Linked DNA regions of Zea mays: all the other regions are linked to region 1. A link is a contact called in public Hi-C data. All regions are on one chromosome and are shown on one strand. Each heading gives the region's core, a stretch centred on a gene start, on an enhancer-like site or on the middle of the called end of the contact. The rest is flanking DNA. Distances are from core to core; before and after follow the strand shown.

The links. A called contact is a pair of places that touch in the nucleus more often than the background predicts.
Region 2: a contact with region 1 is called in a Hi-C map of leaf, with 3 times the contacts expected there. The contact joins the promoter of LOC100281240 here to the enhancer-like site in region 1. A contact is called at or near these places in 5 of 25 Hi-C or Micro-C datasets (bundle sheath and leaf).
Region 3: a contact with region 1 is called in a Hi-C map of leaf, with 6 times the contacts expected there. The contact joins the promoter of LOC100304237 here to the enhancer-like site in region 1. A contact is called at or near these places in 7 of 25 Hi-C or Micro-C datasets (bundle sheath, leaf, seedling and 1 more).

What each region holds. Positions count from the first base shown.
Region 1 is chr5:101,273,567-101,277,210 of Zm-B73-REFERENCE-NAM-5.0, forward strand. No RefSeq gene overlaps it. Among protein-coding and RNA genes, the nearest start is that of LOC103626754, 17 kb to the left of the region's middle. Within about 2 kb of position 2,300, at least 5 of the 20 cell types and tissues checked have an H3K27ac peak or open chromatin away from gene starts, as enhancers often do. A contact at or near this core is called in leaf, where this site is marked.
Region 2 is chr5:100,863,369-100,866,980 of Zm-B73-REFERENCE-NAM-5.0, forward strand. LOC100281240 reads left to right here and starts at 2,159. Exons shown (of 1, transcript NM_001154159.2): 1 at 2,159-3,495. The coding sequence starts at 2,256. The coding sequence ends at 3,170.
Region 3 is chr5:101,708,434-101,712,133 of Zm-B73-REFERENCE-NAM-5.0, forward strand. It overlaps LOC100304237 (Ubiquitin-like superfamily protein), which reads right to left and starts at 2,104. Exons shown (of 5, transcript NM_001165682.1): 1 at 1,640-2,104; 2 at 1,433-1,532; 3 at 1,119-1,218; 4 at 1-29. The coding sequence starts at 1,844.

The DNA of each region.
Region 1 (3,644 bases), core at 1,050-3,549:
CAGCTAAAAACAGTTTGCTTTACCTATTTCGGGACCCCTGTATGTTTTAATCTGGGGGCTTTTGGCAAATAGTTGCTATAGTAAACTTGTAGAGTAATTATAGGAGAACAACTGTTATTAAGTGTTGAAGCCCTAAATCTATATGGAACTGGTAGAAAAAGGAGCCTAAAGATGCAGTGTTCAGTTTGGAAAATCAGACTTAAGATGAAATTTCAGTCCTGCTGATTTTTCAGTCTGAAGCAGATTTGGGATACTCCTTAAGGACTGATCCATGTAGTTCTGGGCTATGAGTGCTGTACCAAAGTGAAATCCTATACTTTAATGGACAATTTTGATTAAGGTTAATGCCACTAAAACCAGTTGGAACTAGCAGTAACAGTAGTCCAAAAATTTAATGAGCTAAATCTGAATTCAGACTTAGCCTTGTTTCAGCACACAGACATTGTGTGTTTGGCTCAACTTTGAAGCTCTCTAGTGCTTGATCCTTGGTGTATTAAGCCATATCTTTATAAGTAGAGTTGAAGAACATATATTAGTGTGCAAGCCTTGTTTCAGCACACAGACATTGTGTGTTTGGCTCAACTTTGAAGCTCTCTAGTGCTTGATCCTTGGTGTATTAAGCCATATCTTTATAAGTAGAGTTGAAGAACATATAGTGTGCAAGTTTGATGTGGGGAGGTAGCTCTGTCCCTATGAAGAAATGGGAGCAAAAGAAAGATGAATCTGGCTCTGCAGTCGAACTGAAGAAGTTCAGCGCAGTTAGTGTAGTCTGAATTTTCAGACTAGAAATAGTATCTGGCAGAGAATGAATTTCAGTGTTAGTGATCAGTTTAGAGTTCCTGTGCAGCAAAGTCCTGTGGTTTTGAATTGAGAGTTTTGTGGCAAAATGGGAGATCACGATAGGTGAATAAATTCCTTTAAGCCATGGGAACCTGGTGCTGTATAAACTTAGGAGAAAAAGGAAGGCTAAGTTGATCCTACTATTGACCTGAACTTGTTCAGACTTGAGTAAAAAGAAATCTACAACAGAAATATTTCCATTTTCTAGTTTTTGTGGGGAGTTTTGGGGTGATCATGTGGGATATTTTTGCTGTCCACACGAGGGGGAAAACGGTGCAGAACTGGAACTCATCTAGAAACTGGTGACTCAGCTGTTGATTTGTTGTGCTGTCAGTAAATGGAGCCCCATTCTTTTACCCTCTCTGCTCAGCGAGTAAAGATCTGCTTCAACTAGTCCTTGTGCTTGGGGTTATGTGGGGTATTTTTACTGCCCAAGTGCCAGACTGAAACTTATCTTGAAGGTGGTGACGCAGCTGCTTGAAATTGCTGTCAAAGCCATACTAAACCACCACACCGTGTCCCTCTGTTCATGAATCCTGGGTGGAAGATAGTAGTGCAACCACGTGCCATAACTCTGTCTTTGTTGGAATTCCAGAGCCCTCCTTAACCGGCTCCTAGTGAACCCATCGTGCACACTATGTCTTGCTTGGAGTATTGGGTCTAAAACCATTCCTGCCTCTCTCCCATTACTTCGATTCTGGTCATTTGAAACTGAATAACTGGTGTTCTATGACCATTCCAACTCTCTACTAAACATCACAGGGGTGTCCCAGTCCTATATCGTTGGTTGCCTTGGACGTGATGACCACGCCGAGCCTTTTCACCCTTTCACCGTGGTTAGCTGCTTCAAGGGTAAATTTCTTTTGCCCTATTTGTGTTCTATAGCCATTAAGTACTCGTAAATCTCTCTGGCCGAGCCGTTTAAAGTTTCTCGTGGTGCAGTGCTTAGAAAGATATAGAATCTTTGGTGAATGCTGTTGTCTAGCATGTCCGCGTCGACCAACGAGGCTAGTGTTCCCCAAGTCAGTCAGTGTAAGAATCACATGTTAGATGTATTGTTGATGCTAGCCGCGGCATCGGATTAAACGCTACTGCCAAATGGCCTTGGGCGTAGCTTAACCAAGGTTGCGCTCCTCCTGTCGTCGGATATAGATGGGGTTCAGGGTCAGCATAGATCAACCCGGTTGAGGGGATTAGTCAACTAAGGCCAAAGTTGGTGCGGGAATGTTTATTTCCAATAGAGTAGGTTACCTGTGGCGAACGCTGGTGCCATGGCCAGGTGCTCGACCTAGGGTACCACCGGAGGTGAGTAGAGGACCGGGACTCACAAATGAAGGAATAGAGGAGGGTCTCGGCATTAGATGTCAGTGAAACAAGAAACTAGGGCACCAGACTTTTGCGCTGTTAACTGATCTTACGAGGAGATGTTAGTAAAAAAAATTCCATATACGGTCGTTGGCGACCTGTGCGCGGCTGTTTTCCCTGTGTGCAGGGGCCAAGCCCATAAGTTTCAGCCCATCACTGTTAAGTCATTTTTCTTTTTCTTTTACCCGACATCAAATATCTTACACTAGAAAATGTAGAAAAATGATAACATAGTGAAACAAATTTTTCAGAGTCCATGAAAACCTGTAGTTCCTGTAAAAATTAGCTATAGGGTTTTTGCAGCAACTGTTAGTTTTTTGATTTATTTAGAAGTACCTTTAAGTGGCTTAAATGAATTTTAGAAATAGAAATATAGCTTCAAAAATATTGAAAATTTGTGGGTAAGTTTAATATGTCTAAGATGGAGCTGGGTAAAAAAATTGGAATGTATTTGGAGTTGGTTTTCCCATAGGACATTAAAATAGTTAAAAGAGAAATATAAAATCCAGAAATCTAGTGTTAATATATGTATAAAAGGAGTTAGTACCTATAAATTGATGGGCAGCAAATTTAGTGATTCTTAGTATGTTTAGTCCTCTGGTTGGTCCAACTAAATTCAGTTTAGACCGTTAGATCAAATGTTAAGTATAAGTATAGGTAAGCTTATCATGTGCTTAATTAGGGATGTTTATGTTCCCCACCTCTCCTTTATGAGAGTTTGCATTTCATGTCATTACATAAGCATCCATGTATTTGTAATTGACTTGTAGAATACCTAGAAGAAGTGGCATTGAAGAAGAAGCCTGCTCCAAGTACTGTTGATCTAGTGGTGGAATTCCATCTAACTAATTGTCGTGATAGAAGGGTTTTGGATCTTCTCCTGCAAAAAGGCAAGCCCCGGTGCATTTGCCACCCTCCTTGTATTTACAAAATTTTATCACTTATATGATGCATTAGGTGATAGGAGTTGATTGATTAAACACTTGATGCATTACCATTCCTTGAAAGAATTGATTACCATACCTTGTCACCTGATTTATAAAAGCTAGAGATGCTTAATCATGCGATAGATTAAAAAATGTTTTTGATCTATGACTCATAATTGCCAAAAGAAAATTGGCTTGGGATAATGAAGGAATCATCTGCAGTGAGAAATTCATTATCCAGGCATGGCCCCTTTGTCAGGTGCCAAATGTTTTGAGAAATAGCATAAGTAAACTTGAGGCCAGGCGGTTGACTTGCACCAGAACGGTGTCTGGTTGTAGTGTCACCGTCTGTGTCGATTAAGGACTGTACCGATTGAAGGCCTATTGATCTAGGACCTTTTAGCTGGCCACATACCTCGTCATGGGTAAGCCCGAACCCGGCTATTCCATACGTGAAAAGACAACAGCGCACCGGGCGTGGGAGATGGTGGGACTAGCAGTTATCCTCCTAGC
Region 2 (3,612 bases), core at 909-3,408, 410 kb before region 1:
GGACTTGAAGTCAATGCTCCCAGTGCTCTTTACGGTGCCTGCCTGCCGCCCATCACCTATCGGTCGCCGCCTACCTCCCCGTTCTTACCCAAACGGTTGCACTTGCTCACTTGCATGCACCTAGGCGGTAGCTTCCTCTCTCTCTCCAAGTTACTCCATGATGCGCCCGCCCGTAACCCAGTCTCGAGCTGGCAGATGATGACGCGTCGTCGTAGCCCACTCGTACCATGCACTCCACTAATCAAAGCCCCGCCACATGGACATGGAAGCAGTGTGTGTATAGCACATGCTTACAACATGACCAGCTACAACGCAGTAGCAGTAACCACGATCCAGCGGCCGGTCCGGTAATAACCGGGCACGTTTTTTTATTCTAGACTCAACTCACAGTCACACCAGCAGTGGCAGTGCCAGCTCCTGCCGGGTGCCGGCCGTACGGGTACGAGCCACTCGTGGGCTCGAGGCGCGTCAGAGCGAGCGCACACGCACACGCACAGGAGAGACACCTGGGCCGCGGGAGCTGAGCTGTGCCCATAACTGCCATGCCCTCCTCCCTCCACGAAATCGCGCCGGTTTTATTGCCCCGCGCGCCCCACCCTTGCCCCGAGAGATTGCGCTCCAGCCTGGCCCCGGGCCCCGCCACCCGCAAACCGCCGCGCCCCTTCCCCTGTCGCCTTCCTCCCCTGTCGGCCCACCGCGTGCCTCCCTCGCTGCCCCGCGGGACCGGCCGCTGCGTCGCCCGAGCTGTCAGCGGCGGACCGGGTCCCATCGGTGCGGTGGCGGGAGACTCCCCTCCCAACCGTCGCGCACAGCGGTCGTACTGTCCGGCTTGTACACATGTACGGGCGCGCGGGCAGGGGTTTGGGGGTTGGGGCGGACGGGGACTGGCGCGGCACGGGCGACTCATCAATTCGCCGGGATGGGCCGCGGGTCGGGTACACGCGCCGTGCCGCTCTGCGCTGAGCTTGCATGATTTGATTCCAGCTCCAAGGGGGATGGACCGATGGATGGATTGATGGGTTCCGTTGGAGGTCTTGTTCGTTTATGTCGGATTGGTGGGTCGGAACGATTCCGAGCCGAATTGCTTCTCTAATTTATATAAATTTTGATTAACCGGAACGATTCCGGGTGCAATCCTATGTAACCGAACAAGGCTGGAAGGAACTCTTGCCCGGCCACCGGATTAAAAAATAAAAAAAAAAATCAAAACTAGTCCTCCGAACCTTCTGCAGGCGAGAGCGAATGTTACTGCTACTCAGTGGAAGAAAGCTACTCAGTAGAAGGAAGGAACTCCAGTGAGTTAGCATCATGGACCGTTTCAACTTTAAAATTCACATAAATGTTGCTATCTCAATTTTCGAATATTTGTCACTCCCTAGTTTATTTTTGAATAAAACACGATAAATAAAAAGAATCCGGTGACTAGAATTTTGTTCGTTCCTTTGGTAGTTGGGTTATAGCAGGGATTACATTCTTGTTTGTGATTTCCAAAAACCATTTTGTTGAACAAAATTTGACTTCTATATTTTCAAATTTGAAATCAGAATACATAAAACTAGGATTACGTTCTCGCTCGGTAAGGTGATCTGTGGGTTTAGTGCCTCTAAACTTATGTATCCATTCGTGTACAAACCGGATCTCTGCTTCTTTTGGTTGTGGCCGCTGCTTCTTCATTTTCTGTTTGGGTTTAATTCATACTAGTTTCTACTATTTTTACGATGAATTTAAACAACTGATTTTATTTCGAAACTAAAATGCCACCGAAAAAGCTGTTGTATATACTAGAAAGCTGTCGTGGAGCTTCAGCCATTGCTAGAATAAAAGCTGAGGTGCCCCTATTTTCGTTGGTCAGTTTTAACGTTCTCGTGCGTTTGACGGTACGGAACCACCGAAAAAAACTAACAATTCAAATTTCAAACCGCCCGGGGACCCTTTGATTAACAGCCAAACTGCCTTGGTCCCCCGCTCAGCCCGTCGGCTCCGCGCTACCACTGCCAGACGGGACCTAAATGTTCCCGACCCCACCTGCCATCGAGACGGGAGGAAACGACGCGAGCCCCGAGCATGAGGTGGCACCTCGCCAGCTGTACCCCGGTGACGAAGCCACCGGCCGCTCCCGGTCACCCGCTATATAATGCCCGGCTTCGCCTTCCCCTTCCTCCAGCCACGGATCGAGACGTCCCAATCGAGCTAATCTCACACCGCCAGTGCCAGTGCCAGCGGCAGCTGCTAATCCGTGCCGTGTTCCAGCAGCGATGGGAGTGGAGTCGGAGTGCGACAGGATAAAGGGCCCCTGGAGCCCCGAGGAGGACGAGGCGCTGCGGCGTCTCGTGGAGCGCCACGGCGCGCGGAACTGGACGGCGATCGGGCGCGGCATCCCGGGGCGGTCGGGGAAGTCGTGCCGGCTGCGGTGGTGCAACCAGCTGTCGCCGCAGGTGGAGCGCCGCCCCTTCACGCCCGAGGAGGACGCCGCGATCCTGGCCGCGCACGCCCGGCTGGGCAACCGGTGGGCCGCCATCGCGCGCCTTCTCCCGGGGCGCACCGACAACGCCGTTAAGAACCACTGGAACTCGTCGCTCAAGCGGAAGCTCGCCACCGCCACGGCGACCTCCAGCGGCAGCGATGCTGAGCGGGCGTGCAAGCGCGCAAGCCCTGGCCCGGGGAGCCCGACGGCGTCGGACCGCAGCGACCTCAGCCACGGCTGCGGCGCCGCGCAGGTGTTCCGTCCCGTCCCGCGCGCCGGAGGCTTCGACGCCATCAGCGCCGCAGACGTGCGCCCTCCGCCCCCGCCAGCAGTCGCAGACGAGGACCCGCTCACCTCGCTCTCCCTCTCGCTGCCGGGGCTGGACCAGTCGCCGTCGGGCTTCCACCACGACAGCGCCCGGAGCCACTTCCAGGAGCTCTCCCCCTCGTCGTCCCCGTCGCCGCAGTCTACTCCACCCGCCTTCCCTCCGCAGGCGGCTCCGTCTCAGTCGTCGTACGCGTTCAGCGGCGAGCTGGTTGCCGCGATGCAGGAGATGATCCGCGCCGAGGTGCGCAAGTACATGTCCGGCGCGGGGCTCCGCGCCGGATGCGGGCCCGGGGCCGTGGGCGAGGTGTGCATGCCGCAGCTGGTGGAGGGTGTGATGCGCGCCGCCGCGGAGCGCGTCGGCGTCGTCACACGGCCGTAGAAACCCGGAAACGGACCAAATCAGATCTGATCAATGCGAAGCATTGTGTTAATTAAGATCCCGTCCGTCCTGTGTAGCAGCGCTACGTAGACTACTACTACTACTAGTCGTTCTCTGGCCGTTGTATTTAGCAGAGGAGCTCGCGTTTGTTTATTCTTCGGCGGCTGTCGCTCTGAATCCAGAAAGGAACAGAGCGGCGGTGTAAAGCCGGGAGCGGAAGCGGAGGTTGGCAATAATCGAGATCGAGCCTGCCATTTCTATAACCGGATGTGGCCGCGGCTTGCTCAGAAAGGGGATGTGATTTGTGCTGATCCGCCGATGCCAATGTGCGCCCAAAACCGACGCTTGGTTGCGTTGCGCCAGATCTGCGCCGATTTGGAACGTCTCTTCCGCTGTTCCAGTTTCCACTTTGCTGTACTGCGCGAGTCACGAGCGCGAGCGC
Region 3 (3,700 bases), core at 854-3,353, 430 kb after region 1:
TCAACAGACAGATGCTGGGCAAAATGAAGCTGCATGAGGGGAGAAAGTATAAGAAAAGGTATGGCACGGAAAGCAAGGATGGCTACATCGCAATGCAAAGTTTAAATGAGGTTTCAAACTTGTGTAGCATGTCAGAAATACTCAAAAAAATACCTCAATCCTCAATAAATGATAAGGCTGGCTTGTTAAAGGCTCCTCTACCATAAATATAGAGGATCAAACGGTTCTCTACGCTCTCCAACAACGTTCTCTAAATTTAGAGAACGCTATTGGATTCTTTATATATAGAGTTTCTCTAAACAGTCCTCTATCCATTTGAATACTTTAAATAACCGGTTTAACAAAATCAAAATATGTACAATACATTTGAGAGTATGACAAATACGTATGTACAAAAAATAAAAAATAAAAATGTCTCTAATATAGGTATTTACGTATAGAGAACGTGATTTAAATAACGTTGTTGAAGAGCAAGAAGATATAGATGATGTAATATTTTAGAGAATACTGTAAATGATGGATATAGAGAACGTTGCTGGAGATAGCCTTAAATACCGCTAGGAAAGTTTTGATATATTTGATTATCTGAGCAGGATGGCTTGACAGTAATGTTTTTTTCCTATTTGCATATTATGGTACTGCAAGCGCACATATTCCAGATCATCATGACATCGTAAATTTCCTTCCGATTCAAGAAACGTAATACATGATAGAAGCAGTCCAGACTGCATCACTGTTACTGAACATCTAATACAATAGGATATAGCACTCAACTGGGGTTAATAGAGTCAGCCTGAATCGAGCGAGCTGAGCATGTATCTGTTGTGCTTGTGCAGATGCAGGGGGGAGAAGGGGATTGTGTTTTACAAAAATACTTGGCATGTAGTATTTGTTCTGTTTGGTAAATGAAGCAGGAAAAGTAATATTCTGTCTTATCTCACAAGACAGAGCAGAATTAGTCGGCACTAAAAGGCAAAATGCATCCAGGAACTTCTATTTGGTAAATGAAGCAGGGTAAGTAATATTCTGGCTTATCTCACAAGACAGAGCAGAATTAGTCGGCACTAAAAGGAAAAATGCATCCAAGAACCTATGGCTGTTTAAGGAAGTGCATGTACCACATCACCATCTCTTATACCAAACCCACGCAATGTTGCCTTGTCATCCGTCAGTCTCTCGTCCTTGAAGCATAAGCAGAAGTGACTCCACACGTGATTCCTACAACAAGCAAGCAACAGCCTTGAAGTTTAAGTTGCCAACATCATTCAGATTTCAGAGTCGCATTTAAGCAGACAACAGCAAATTTGAAATCGACAACCACATAACACGATTTCGTGGTAACGAAATGCAAACCCAATAGTTCATGGTTTTCATACTGACCATCAATAGGAGATAAACAAAATCAGAAAAAAAATAATCCATGGGCGCGTACCAAGAGATGGTCTTCTGGGTGTCGTCATAGAGGGCGGAGAACAAGTTCTCTATGGTCACCTTGAGCTCCCACACCGTGGCCGACCGCGCGATTTCAATGTCTGTTTGTGCGCGGGCAAAACGTGGAGAAATCCACAATTACCCTATAAAAAATCCACGATCCCTTTCGGGGAAAAGTAAATGGCGCAAGGATCAATCCGGAGGGTACCGAAGAAGGAGTCGTCAAGCTTCTGAACGGTGAGGCGGAGGCGGGGCTCCGGGAGGCGGCGGTAGGAGAAGCTGCTCCTGCCGCAGGCGAGCGCGCCGATGCAGTCCGTGCCGCCGCCGGCGGCGAGATCCTCGAGATCGAGCTCGAGCGCGGCGCCAATGTCGCCGGTGGCGTCGGGGGACGCCGGGAGGGAGCTGGCCGGCATCGCACACGCATGTAGCGAACCCGAAAAACTGAATAAATCCGAGTTATCCGGCCGCACGGAATCGGCAACCGACCAATCCCTTGACAGAATGAGCGGGGAGAGATCGACCAGCCCCGCGAAATGCCCCGTGAGACCGGCCGATCGGTCGAGGGAGAGGGAACGGAGGAGGCTCTTCGAGGCGACAGCAAACGAGGAACAGCACGGTGATGGCTCGCCCTCGCTTGGATTACCCTCCCCGGCGGGGTGGTTGTCGTTTCGCCGAGGAGGGAGGAGGGGGTGCCTCGGGGAGTCGGGGGGCAGGGAACGGTAGCCGTTGCACGTTGGAGGCGACAGGCGAGGCGACAGAGCCCCTGCGTGCCGTTTCGCTTGGCGGCGGCGGCCCGCGGCCGTGAGCTGGTGGCCCGACAACGCGATGGCGCGAATCGAGTGCGTTTTGGGCTTGAGCCACGCTCGACGGTAGCACGGCCCACTTGGGAGAGGCTGAAAAGTGAAAAGAAAAAATGAGTATTTTGTTCCTCGACTATTTGTTATAAAGAAAAGGTCAACTTTTCGTCTATCAGAACAGGACGTCTAGTCTCTTGATTCTCTTGATGGTTATTGTTATTTATCTTTTATATTTATTTCGGTTATACGTCAAGTTTACAAGAACGGTACGGCGCTAGCAAAGGATTTACATCTCTAGGTTGTAACTAATGACATGTTGGCGGATGATACAATCTGCTCTCTCCGCCCTAATTTATAATTTATTTATTTTTTTATCAAATTTAGCTGGTTTTATTTAAAAAAATTTCAAAAAAATAAAAAAATTAAAGTCACCATCGATATACGTGTTGGTCACTTATTTTTTATTACTGGGAACCATAAAATAAGACAACACAATTGTTAAACGTTAAGGATCTTCATCCTTCGGCGCATTATCTTCCTTCGAGTATAATGAGTCTTAGACGAATGTCATAAAAAATAAGTTTTCATCATTCATAAATATAAAAAGCATAGTTACAGATGTAACATTATGTCATTTATTCATTTCATATCAAATGTTAAACAATATTATAATACATCTCATATATTAATAAAGTAATACATAATGTACATTACATCTGTACCTTCGGCTTGTTCGAAGGAAAAAACGTGAATGCGATTCCAATCCAGCGTGAACAATACAAAGTACTATTCATCTATTTATAGGCAGTCGTACAACTTCGTACGATATTACATTCATGCCCTCAAAAATTACACACAAAGTTTACAAATATCACAGGGATAATATTGTCATTTGCACTTAGCAGCTTGGACAATACCTTCTCCTTACGTCGCCTTCATGCGTCAACATAACGAAGCTTACTTCGTTGCACTTCCATTATTATCCGCGGAGCTTTTCTGATGACGAAGCTCCTGTAACACTTAGTAACATGCTGATAACAAATGGTCGTTAGCCGTGTTTTTTAGGACCTTCGGAAGACGAAGGCCCCCAACAGTAGCCCCTCGCAGTATTAGTTTGTTTCTTTGTAACAAATTCAGACTGTAAAACGAACGAAGGCCTTTAACCGAAGGTCCGAAAAAACACGTTCCCCTCGCTAGAATAGCGAAACCTTCTAAATCGTGGGGGCCACTTTGCAGTAGTGCTTTGTATATATATATATGATGGTTGTGATAAAAAATATTTTCCATGCTTTCAAGCTTGTGTTGGCTTTGTTCTTTGGCTTGCTGATAATGTAACCGCGACTATGTTCGAGCTTCGGCTTTTTGTTTCAACAAACACTGAGATGGCCGAAGATAAGAGGAGTGAGGACCCCGCACTGGACCGTCACAAAAATCATAGTTAAAAAAATAACAAAAAAGGAATCACATAACGC